2 separate regions of the Hordeum vulgare genome follow, and region 1 is linked to region 2. A link is a contact called in public Hi-C data. All regions are on one chromosome and are shown on one strand. Each heading gives the region's core, a stretch centred on a gene start, on an enhancer-like site or on the middle of the called end of the contact. The rest is flanking DNA. Distances are from core to core; before and after follow the strand shown. Region 1 holds the start of LOC123444015 (F-box/kelch-repeat protein At3g61590). Region 2 holds the start of LOC123444014.

The links. A called contact is a pair of places that touch in the nucleus more often than the background predicts.
Region 1: a contact with region 2 is called in a Hi-C map of seedling, with 2.6 times the contacts expected there. The contact joins the promoter of LOC123444015 here to the promoter of LOC123444014 in region 2. A contact is called at or near these places in 1 of 6 Hi-C or Micro-C datasets (seedling) and 1 of 1 datasets of contacts at active chromatin or transcription factors (embryo).

Annotation. Positions count from the first base shown.
Region 1 is chr3H:409,015,961-409,020,834 of MorexV3_pseudomolecules_assembly, reverse strand. It overlaps LOC123444015 (F-box/kelch-repeat protein At3g61590), which reads right to left and starts at 2,619. Exons shown (of 1, transcript XM_045120609.1): 1 at 1,210-2,619. The coding sequence starts at 2,591. The coding sequence ends at 1,383.
Region 2 is chr3H:408,737,418-408,741,893 of MorexV3_pseudomolecules_assembly, reverse strand. LOC123444014 reads right to left here and starts at 3,046. Exons shown (of 3, transcript XR_006630928.1): 1 at 1,970-3,046.

The DNA.
Region 1 (4,874 bases), core at 1,370-3,869, 280 kb before region 2:
TTGGGGGCAGTTTTTCCTCCCAACCCTCACTTCTACAGGCTGGGAAGGGGTTTGAGGGTTGGACCTCTAAATTTTTTTACGGGTTTAAGGGTTCTAGTCTACGCTGTTTTTCCGATGAAAATTGTAAAAAAAAGCCGGTTATTTTTAAAGGTTCGAGAGTTTGAGGGTTTTACTAGAGATGCTCTTACATCGGTGCCGTGAAGCACAACAAAGTAGTCGATTCAACTGGCCACAGGAGGGCCACAGTTGGAGCCCGGCAGGCTCAAGATGCCCATCCAAGCTAAACGCAAGATGAGGCGTCCAGAAAGGAAAACGACCCCACTAGTGTTTCACACTGCAGAAGCTCTATGTTTACCAACAATAGCAGGACTGTGTCTGACGCTTGCGCACACTGTACATCCATGTTCTCCGACCGGTACTCAACCCAAAACTGAACAAAAGCTTAGCAGGGCGTCAAAGGATCGAGCCAACGTTTCATCATCCGTGAGAGACCACAGGAACAGCAAGCGACACAAAAACACAATGGAAACCTGCATGTGCAGCACATCGGATCCTCAGGTTTGCGACGAAAAGGAGTATGCAAAACGGAGAAGATCACAGCCGATGCACACACAAAAACAGCACAAAACCAGCTTCGTCCGTATCACGGTGTGCGGCCGAGCGACAAACGCTCAAACAGCGACATCGGATCCACGGTGGGAGCCACGTGAACAATGAATGCCCCAAGCAGCGAAGCAGGGGCGCTGCTTGGCAGATAGATAGGCCTGCGGCGCTGCGGCCAGAGCGGAGCCCACCACATCAATGGCCTCTCTGGCTCACACTCGCAGGCTTGGCAGTGAAGAAGGATGGGCCAGCTGCAGCTCCCACAAGAGGAAACCTGGACGTTGGCCCATCACGGGGTACCCTCCTGCCAACAATATCAGGGAAGGAGAGAGGCACTGCTCACCGGTCAGAGCAACAGCTCTCAGTCGCTAGCTTGGTAGGGGTGCTACAATGGCGCTCTGGACCGGCCACCAGTGCGCATTGATACTTGATAGACAGACAGTATCGCAAGAACCAAAACACTGTATACAGTTTCCGTCGAGGCCCAAAGTGACAAGAAATTTGATAGCAACATCACAGAAAAGGCACTGGAAATTTTTACCTGTCAGAAATGTGTACATCATGTGAAACGAGAAATCGCATACAATCATCACAGGCAAGCAAGTGTGATTCACGGAACACTGCATTCCAAAATATTAGTCTCTTAACAACAGACAACTGCATCAATCATGGAAAAATAAATTAAATAGAGGTAGAGAGTGTATCATTCATCTTCCACAAGACGAGGATCACTGGTTTTTGTTGATTGCGGGCAAGTCAAAGGTACAGACCGATGCAAATTAGGTGGTAATATCCAGCCGAGGCTCAAAGCAAAAGCCAGTGAACAGCTGGAGAGGAAACTTTTTGCTCACAGGGCATTTTGCCGACCACTTCCATTGCCTCTGCTTCATGTCAAATCCAAGCAAAGCAGTTGCACCATAGCTTTGGATGTAGACAAGGTGGTCGGCGCCCCCGCTACAAAATACATCATCTAACTCGCCAAATCCTTGGAAGAATTTGTGAGGCATTCGACTCACCTCTTGCCATTGTGTCCTGTCAAGCTCCCATATACCGATTCCCTTGATGATATCAGGTCTATTGGGCTTTGCTATCCCGCCGACCATTACCAGCTTCTCTCTCAGGTTTAGTAGCCGCCCACACGTGAGAGAACACGGCACTGGGATTGATGATTGCGTTAATGAAGTTTCAGAAGGTCCGGCAACAAGGTCATACATGATAAGTCTGTGACGGGGCTCAACGTTGCCAAGAACACCAGTGGACTGGATCAAACAGTACAAGACTCCACCACAGATCACACTATCGTCACCCCCTCTCCAACCAATGAACACCTCCTTCACTGCAGTTACCCATGAACTACTCCATGAGTCGTACCTGTATAAAGAGAACTCCCATTGGACATAATCCTCAGGTACCTGCTTCGATTTTGCCAATGTAACAGTGTAATTGTGAGTCACCTGATCTACTTTTATGGCAACAGTGCTGTAATCTGGAAACTTTGCACCTGGGGGCTCCAACAGCCTCTTCCAATCTTTTGTAATAGGGTTAGATACAGAAATGATGTTTCTGTTGTCATTATCCATGAAGCAAACTAGCCCACAAGAAGAAGAGACGAAACAGCTGCTCTTGTCAATGCCTTGAAGCTCTAAATCATACCATTTATGGAGGATGGGGTCATAAGCATATCCAGAAGCAGTCTCGTTACAGGTGAACATGAAGTACCAGGGCCTCTGAGGCAACATGTGGGTCCAAAGATACCGGCTTGAGTAGATAATATCATGCCATCTCTTGCACACTGCTGTTGACCTTATCATGCTTGCTATTGGCAAGAAGGTGAAAATTTTCTCAAGAATATCACCAGGAACAACAGCATCCAATGAAACTGGCAGCTCATTTTCTCCATTGCTAGCCTCTGAAATAACTCGAAAGTTGAATGCAGGAACTCTGATGCGCTCAATTGGAAGAGCTTCCCATGACGAATCATCTTCCATGATACAAAAATGCAGGTAGAGCGATGGCCTGAAAAAAAGGACAGGCAAGTCCTAAGTTCTTACACAGATAGTTGCAAATATTTTGCCTTATATTCAAATATTCTTATTTTCCAAGCAGCTCATTCTCCTAATACTATTCTTTATAAGCAAAGAGAGACTAACCTAATCAGAATAATATAGGATTCCAATAAATCCTCTAATAATGCCACACTCCATGGCAAAAGGCAAAGTCTTTCCCAAAAATGTTCCAAAACCATATATGAATTGGAAGTTACTCTAAAACTATCGGGCAAGTACTGTGTATGCCACCAATATAAAAGCTTCTACAGGAACCATACATGGCATCTAAAACTGTTACGCTACAAATGCAGGCCAACTATGTCTGTTAATACTATGGCGAACACTGAACAAAAACGGAAATGATATATACTTTTCGAGTTATCTGGAGACATTTTGTTACTTTTGTCAGATGGAACATGGCACATGTCAAACGCAACATTTCCATGCCCCTTGAGATCAAAACAAATGTTTGAATCGAAGCCCAGCAGGATTTTCCATGAATCCTACATGTATACCCAGGAGGACCCCTAGCAGGATAGCACCATAGCATGAACATCGATACCTACCACCAACAGCTTGTTGCGCCTGTCTGTGCTACTATGGATGTCTCCCTCCCAATCACTGTGGTATCATTGCCCCAACACAAATAGTGGGGGAGGAGGCCTGGTTGGCCTCCCCACCATTGGAAAGAAGCAAAGTACAGACATGACCTTTGCGTCGTAAGGGTAAGGAGCAGGTACAGAATGTAAGCTAGAAATCCAGGGAGATCTCTGTCCCCAACCAACCCGCTGACCCCCTTCCAATCAAATCCAACCATTCTCTGGCCCTGATGCCATTGGCCCCCGATGTAAATAAAATCATATGATCCATGCACAGCAGCGTATTCGCGGATACGGACGATTTCCGCAGAGATGCGGCAGTCCGACCAAGTAGATATCACCCCCCTCCCCCCCAAACCGGCAAAGGCAGCAAAGATATATACAGATTGAAATAGAATGGGAAAGAAACAAAAAGGCGCAGCACATACCTAGAATCCGACGGATCAGATCGACATCATCTGCCTATCGCTGTTCTTGCGAATGCCGTCCGGAAGCAATGTGCGGCGATTTGGGCGGGGTACTCCAATCCACACGCCACGGGGAGGGGAACGAATCCGGAATGTCCCCCGAGTTTCGCCCACTTCGGGATTGAGGGGGTGGAGGGTGGGTGCGGCGATGGGTTTATTGTTTGTTTACAGATTGAGCGGGTGGGAGTGGAAGAAGGAGGCGGAGAGATGTGTGGTGCCGTGGGCGTGGCGGCGGCTCTGCCTCTGCCCAGCATGCGGCTGTGCGCTATAATCAAATGAATCTACTGGCTGGGGCTGGGCTTTGATTGTTTTGTGTTTGGGGGGCTCTGTTTATATATACAAGTGCGGCCGAGGAGGAGGCAGAATCGATAAAATTGACCCCTAAACGAAATAAATTCACAGACTGGACTATGTTTAATTTTTCCCACTCAACTGACCATTTTGTGTGGCGCTCAACAACCGGGCGTCACACTACACTATGTAACGTCTAGCTTATGGGCATTACTCTTCTGGCCAACGTGGCATCCGGGGCCACATTCCTGGTTGTGTGGCGCCTAAGAGTAAGGAGTCACACTACATTGTGTGACGCGTGACTGAAAGGAGTCACACTACCTTATATTAAAACTGATGTAACTTTTAATCCGTACATCCGATGAAAACGTGTTTTATATGAATATTGTGTAATTTTTTTGTGTTCTACGCAATGGTGACATTTTCAACTATCTAGGATATTTTTTTAAATGAAAAATCTGTTACAAAAATACATCATAGTATAACTAAACAAATTTGTTAAGATTTATAAACTTGGCATGATGACAGCCATTGACCTATAACTCTTATACATTTGAATCCTACATGAGTTTTGCACTATATAATGTGTACGTTCACGTCATGCCTATGCTTTCCATGTTAGTCATATTTAACATGTTCATGTCTTGCATCTAAGTGACTAACATAATATAAATGAAATTTCATTACAGATAGTTACATTTTATAAGATTCATAGTAAATCTAGTGAAGGAAGACCCAGTATGTCTTGAGCAAGAAGAATCACGGAGCTCATCAATCCACCACATGCAACATGTCTTGTGTTCTTGTTTGTCCCCTTGCATATTGCAATATATAGGATAACACGTACCTTGCAAAATTCAAAAGAG
Region 2 (4,476 bases), core at 1,797-4,296:
AAACAGATCATGCAGAGCTGATAAATAAATAAAACCAGTCCCCAAAATAAAAACGTTAAGTGTTGTATTCAATTATTATAGCCAGACCAAATTAAACAGATTATTAAGGTCTTGAGAAGATTAGTACATATAAAACAGAGTGAGACAAATAAGATCAGACATCATTCACAAGAACTACAGTCCATTAAAGGAACTCATCAGAATTTGATGTTCTCAAAATCTGTCACTAGTTAATGTCCTAACTCCTAACACCTTCAGCTTCTAATTTTTCTATCATCTTGCTGAATTCCAGAGACCTTTAAACTCCTCAGTAGATGATATGTGTATAGTGCAAAAAAAAATCATATCACCAGATCCTAAAGACTGCACATAAGAAATTTCCAGTCACAAATAATAATTCATACCAGACACTTGCAAGAAAAGACACATGTTTGGAAGTTTGACTGTCCATCAAGTTCTAAATTATTGAATCAGCAGAATCTATTGAATCAATGCACACTTAAACGATATCAAGTTGGAAAGGATAAAAGTGCCAAATAAATTGTATCTGTCCTCCCTAAGAGAAAACAGATATGAGCCATATGCCTATTAAACATGTAGTTTGTCCAAATTAGGTGTATTCCGATGGATGTGTAAACAAAAGGCTGAAGGGTTAAAGGAAAAAAACAACCAAAAAACCATCCTTGATTATACCAAAATTAAATAAAATACAACAAGATTACTCTCACAAGCTCCGTGATGGGCTCCCATCAGTGTGCCGTGCATTCTAGACCCCAAAGCAAATAAGAGATATATGGCCCAAATTGGTGAATGCTGCCTGAAGTCCTTCAAGAAAATCACTTGGAACTTGGGCCTTTAAACATAGCCTACATACACCTTGAATGATCTAACTCGTTTCAAACCAGGAGAAAAACAGTCTGAGACCCACAATGAGCATTGATCCTGGAACTACTTCAGGGGGCTGGCAGATGAGCAGATACTATGGTTCTAGGAGTGTTGAACAACATCTGGACTACTCAATGAATGACTGGTCAATTATCCTCGAGTCTTGATGCATGAATGGAATAATCATCGGTAAATCATACTCCCCCTGTCTGTTTATAGGCCATTTACTGTAGTGCTAAAGACAGAGTAAGTATGTACCATGTCCTTAGAACAAGTGTTTGCTCAATTTCCATGACAGGGGCATACAACACATTGAGGATAACAAAGCAGCAATGTTATCAGCGTAAGACGATTGATATATTATAGTGTTCTGCATTGAGATCCATGTGACGGAATAAAGCATTTCAGCAAGTAAATAAAGAACCAAACATGAATTGCCATGTAGTGATTGGCTGACAAGCTTCACCTTCCAGAACAAAAAAGAAGGAACATAAATCACAGCTATCGTATGGAAATAGCTACTACTATATCACCTGAAGCTCCATTTATTATTTGAACAGATGCTTCATAATCTGAGATTGAAATGGCACTGCCACCCAACACAACTGTGCAATTACAGCTGCCACATCAAGAAAGCTAAAAGGGGCATGCATTCACTAACTACAAAATTCTGTGGCAGCGCTGCAATTGACAACTTATATATAAAAAACAAAAAGGTAACACATACAAATCATGTCAGGATGGATGGAAATAATCAGACTTGTTCGATGCATGTGAGTATTGCTCCCATTGAAATCTCAATCTAAACAAGAAGCAGGCATCTTCCAATATCAAGCACAGGAGACAGAATAACACTCCACAATTCCATGAATGTCTGGGTCACCTTTTGCACAACTAACACTCAACAATTCCATTGAATTCATACACAAAAAATGGTGTACTATACTTGCAATAATAGCAACAGATGTTATGAACTTATGATACAACTGATACTGTATCCTCAGCATGAACAAACTAATTACCCACAAGAACAAGAAACAGATTACCTCCATAACAGATCAAGTAAACGACTGAAAGAATGAACCTGTTTTGCATAAGCTCAGTGCCGAGGGCTCGGGCTCCGTCTGGCAATGCCGACACCGCTAGAGAAGATGCCAGCGAAGGCCTGCAGGTTCTCGTCAGAGGGACTGGTGTGAATCTTCCTCGGGAATGGTAAGACACAAGGCCCGCAAAACATCACCCCGCCCATGTACGTGTTCTCATCCTCCCCCTCCTGATCGCTGGCATCGTCTTCGCGTTTGTTATTTGGCTTCACCGCAACCTGCTGGTTGTCTGATCCCTTATTGTTAGGCTTCACCGAGGTCTGCAGCTTCTTGGGCGTGAGCACCTTAGGAGAAGGTGGGGGTGTTGGGTGCGCGCGGTTGAGGACGCGCAGCACGCGGCCTGAGATGGGCGCCGTGGAGAGGCTGCTGATGGCAACGGCAGGGGGTAGGCCACTGAGAGAGACGGCGGGGGAGAGGCTGAGGGCGTGGGAGGCCGCCGGAGAGGGCGGCGCAGCGACCAGGCTAGCGGCCACATTGAGGAGTCCGTGGACGCGGCCGGAGGGGCGTCGGACGCCGACCGCGAACATGGCTGGGGACCCAACGGGGCGAGACAGGAGGCAGTTGTCGCCGAGGAGGAACCGCGCTGATCCGATCAGGGAGTCCCCGCCGATGTGCCAGGCCCCGTTCGGTGAGGCGTAGATCTCGACGGTGACGGCAGCGCGGGAATCCTCGGCGAGCGCGGCTTCGTGCACGCGGAAGAGGAACCGCTCGTGCCAAGCCGGATCGAGGCCGCCAGAGCGGTCGGGTTGCGTCTGGAGCCTGTGCGCCGTGTCAACCCACGCCACGGCGTACGCCTGCAACCGCCGCCGAAGTCCAGAAGGCGGCTTCAGCCCCTGCGCGGAGATGATGGTGACCTCCAGAAGCCGCTCGTCCTCCGGGAGCCCCAGTCCGGCCTCCTCGTCCGGCGCCTCCATCGCCGGCGAGCGGCGGCGCTAGGGTTTCTTGTTCGGGGAAGAGAGGGGTCGCGAAACGAGGCGGCGGCGAGATTTGAGGCTCACCCCCCTCTCCCCCTTCGGTCCTCTCCGTGGGTTTTTGAACGAACGGTGGATGCGAGCAGTATCGTGCGATCCGATGGTTATGAAGGAGTCCTGCCAACGGGTAGTGGTTGATTGGGAGTCTGAGCGCTGAGCGGGAGTCTGCCTCGGTTTGAGTCGGTCCGCATAAAAACCGACAAACCGAACATCGGACCAAAGCTAAAAATAAAAACCAAAATTTTATTTGTTGTCAATGATATAGAAAATTTTGGTTTTTGCTTGTACTGACCGAACGTAGTTCGGCTCTCGATTCGGTTAGTCGAAACAAAACCAAAGTCTCCGCGTACGTGTGACAAAAGATAGTAAGCCGACACAAAACTAACCTCAAACGAACGATGTTGTTCCATCTTCTTCTGTGCAGCGGCAGTCTCAAACACTTCGTTACGTTGATGGCCTCGATTTAGTTTTTTTATAGGCAAGGCCTCGATCATAGCTGGCCACTAGCTCATGTATCACGAACAAACTTGAACGTTGTAAAAGACCACAAGCTAGGACGTCACGTTATTTTACCATGGGCCCACCACATGCATGCATGCTAGCTCGTTGTGATTCCCACGAGGTGCTGCTGGTTTTCTTTAGTACCACCTTGACCAGCCACACAGCAGGAGGTCAATACTTAGGCTATATACACTAGAGGAATCAGCTTCCCGGTCACGGACGGGAAAGAAATTTGTCGTTTGCTGGTTGATGACCCCACTTTCAACACTGAAAGTCACGATAATGACCTTTTTTGCCATCTGCAAAGCAACGACGGACTACAAAAAACTTGGTCTTCGGTCTTCCTAGACAAGCACACGACAAAGCGGCTAGAGAGCGAAGCATAGCTGTCGGCCCCGTTAGGTGGCTAACGGCAGCCTTTGTCGTCAGCTAGCACGTGTCTGCCTTTGTCGTCAACGAGCCCTCGCCTTTGTCGTCTGCCAGCGGGCCTGCCTCCGCCAGCCCTTGCCCTTTGTCGTCTGCCAGCCCTGGCCTTTGTCGTCTTTGAGCGGACGACAAAATGACCAAATGGGTCATACCTGGTACTCCCAGGTTGCACATGTTGCTACCACGTGTGACCTGTGCCATCACCTGGCACACAACAAAGTGCCTATGTTACCCTTTTTATTTTGTTTTCTGTTATTTTCGTGCATTTTCACAGCACATATACGATATATGTTGGAAATATGCCCTAGAGGCAATAATAAATTAGTTATTATTATATTTCTTAGTTCATGATAATCGTTTATTATCCATGCTATAATTGTATTGATTGGAAACACAATACTTGTGTGGATACATAGACAAAACACTGTCCCTAGTAAGCCTCTAGTTGACTAGCTCGTTGATCAAAGATGGTCAAGGTTTCCTGGCCATAGGCAAGTGTTGTCACTTGATAACGGGATCACATCATTAGGAGAATCATGTGATGGACTAGACCCAAACTAATAGACGTAGCATGTTGATCGTGTCATTTT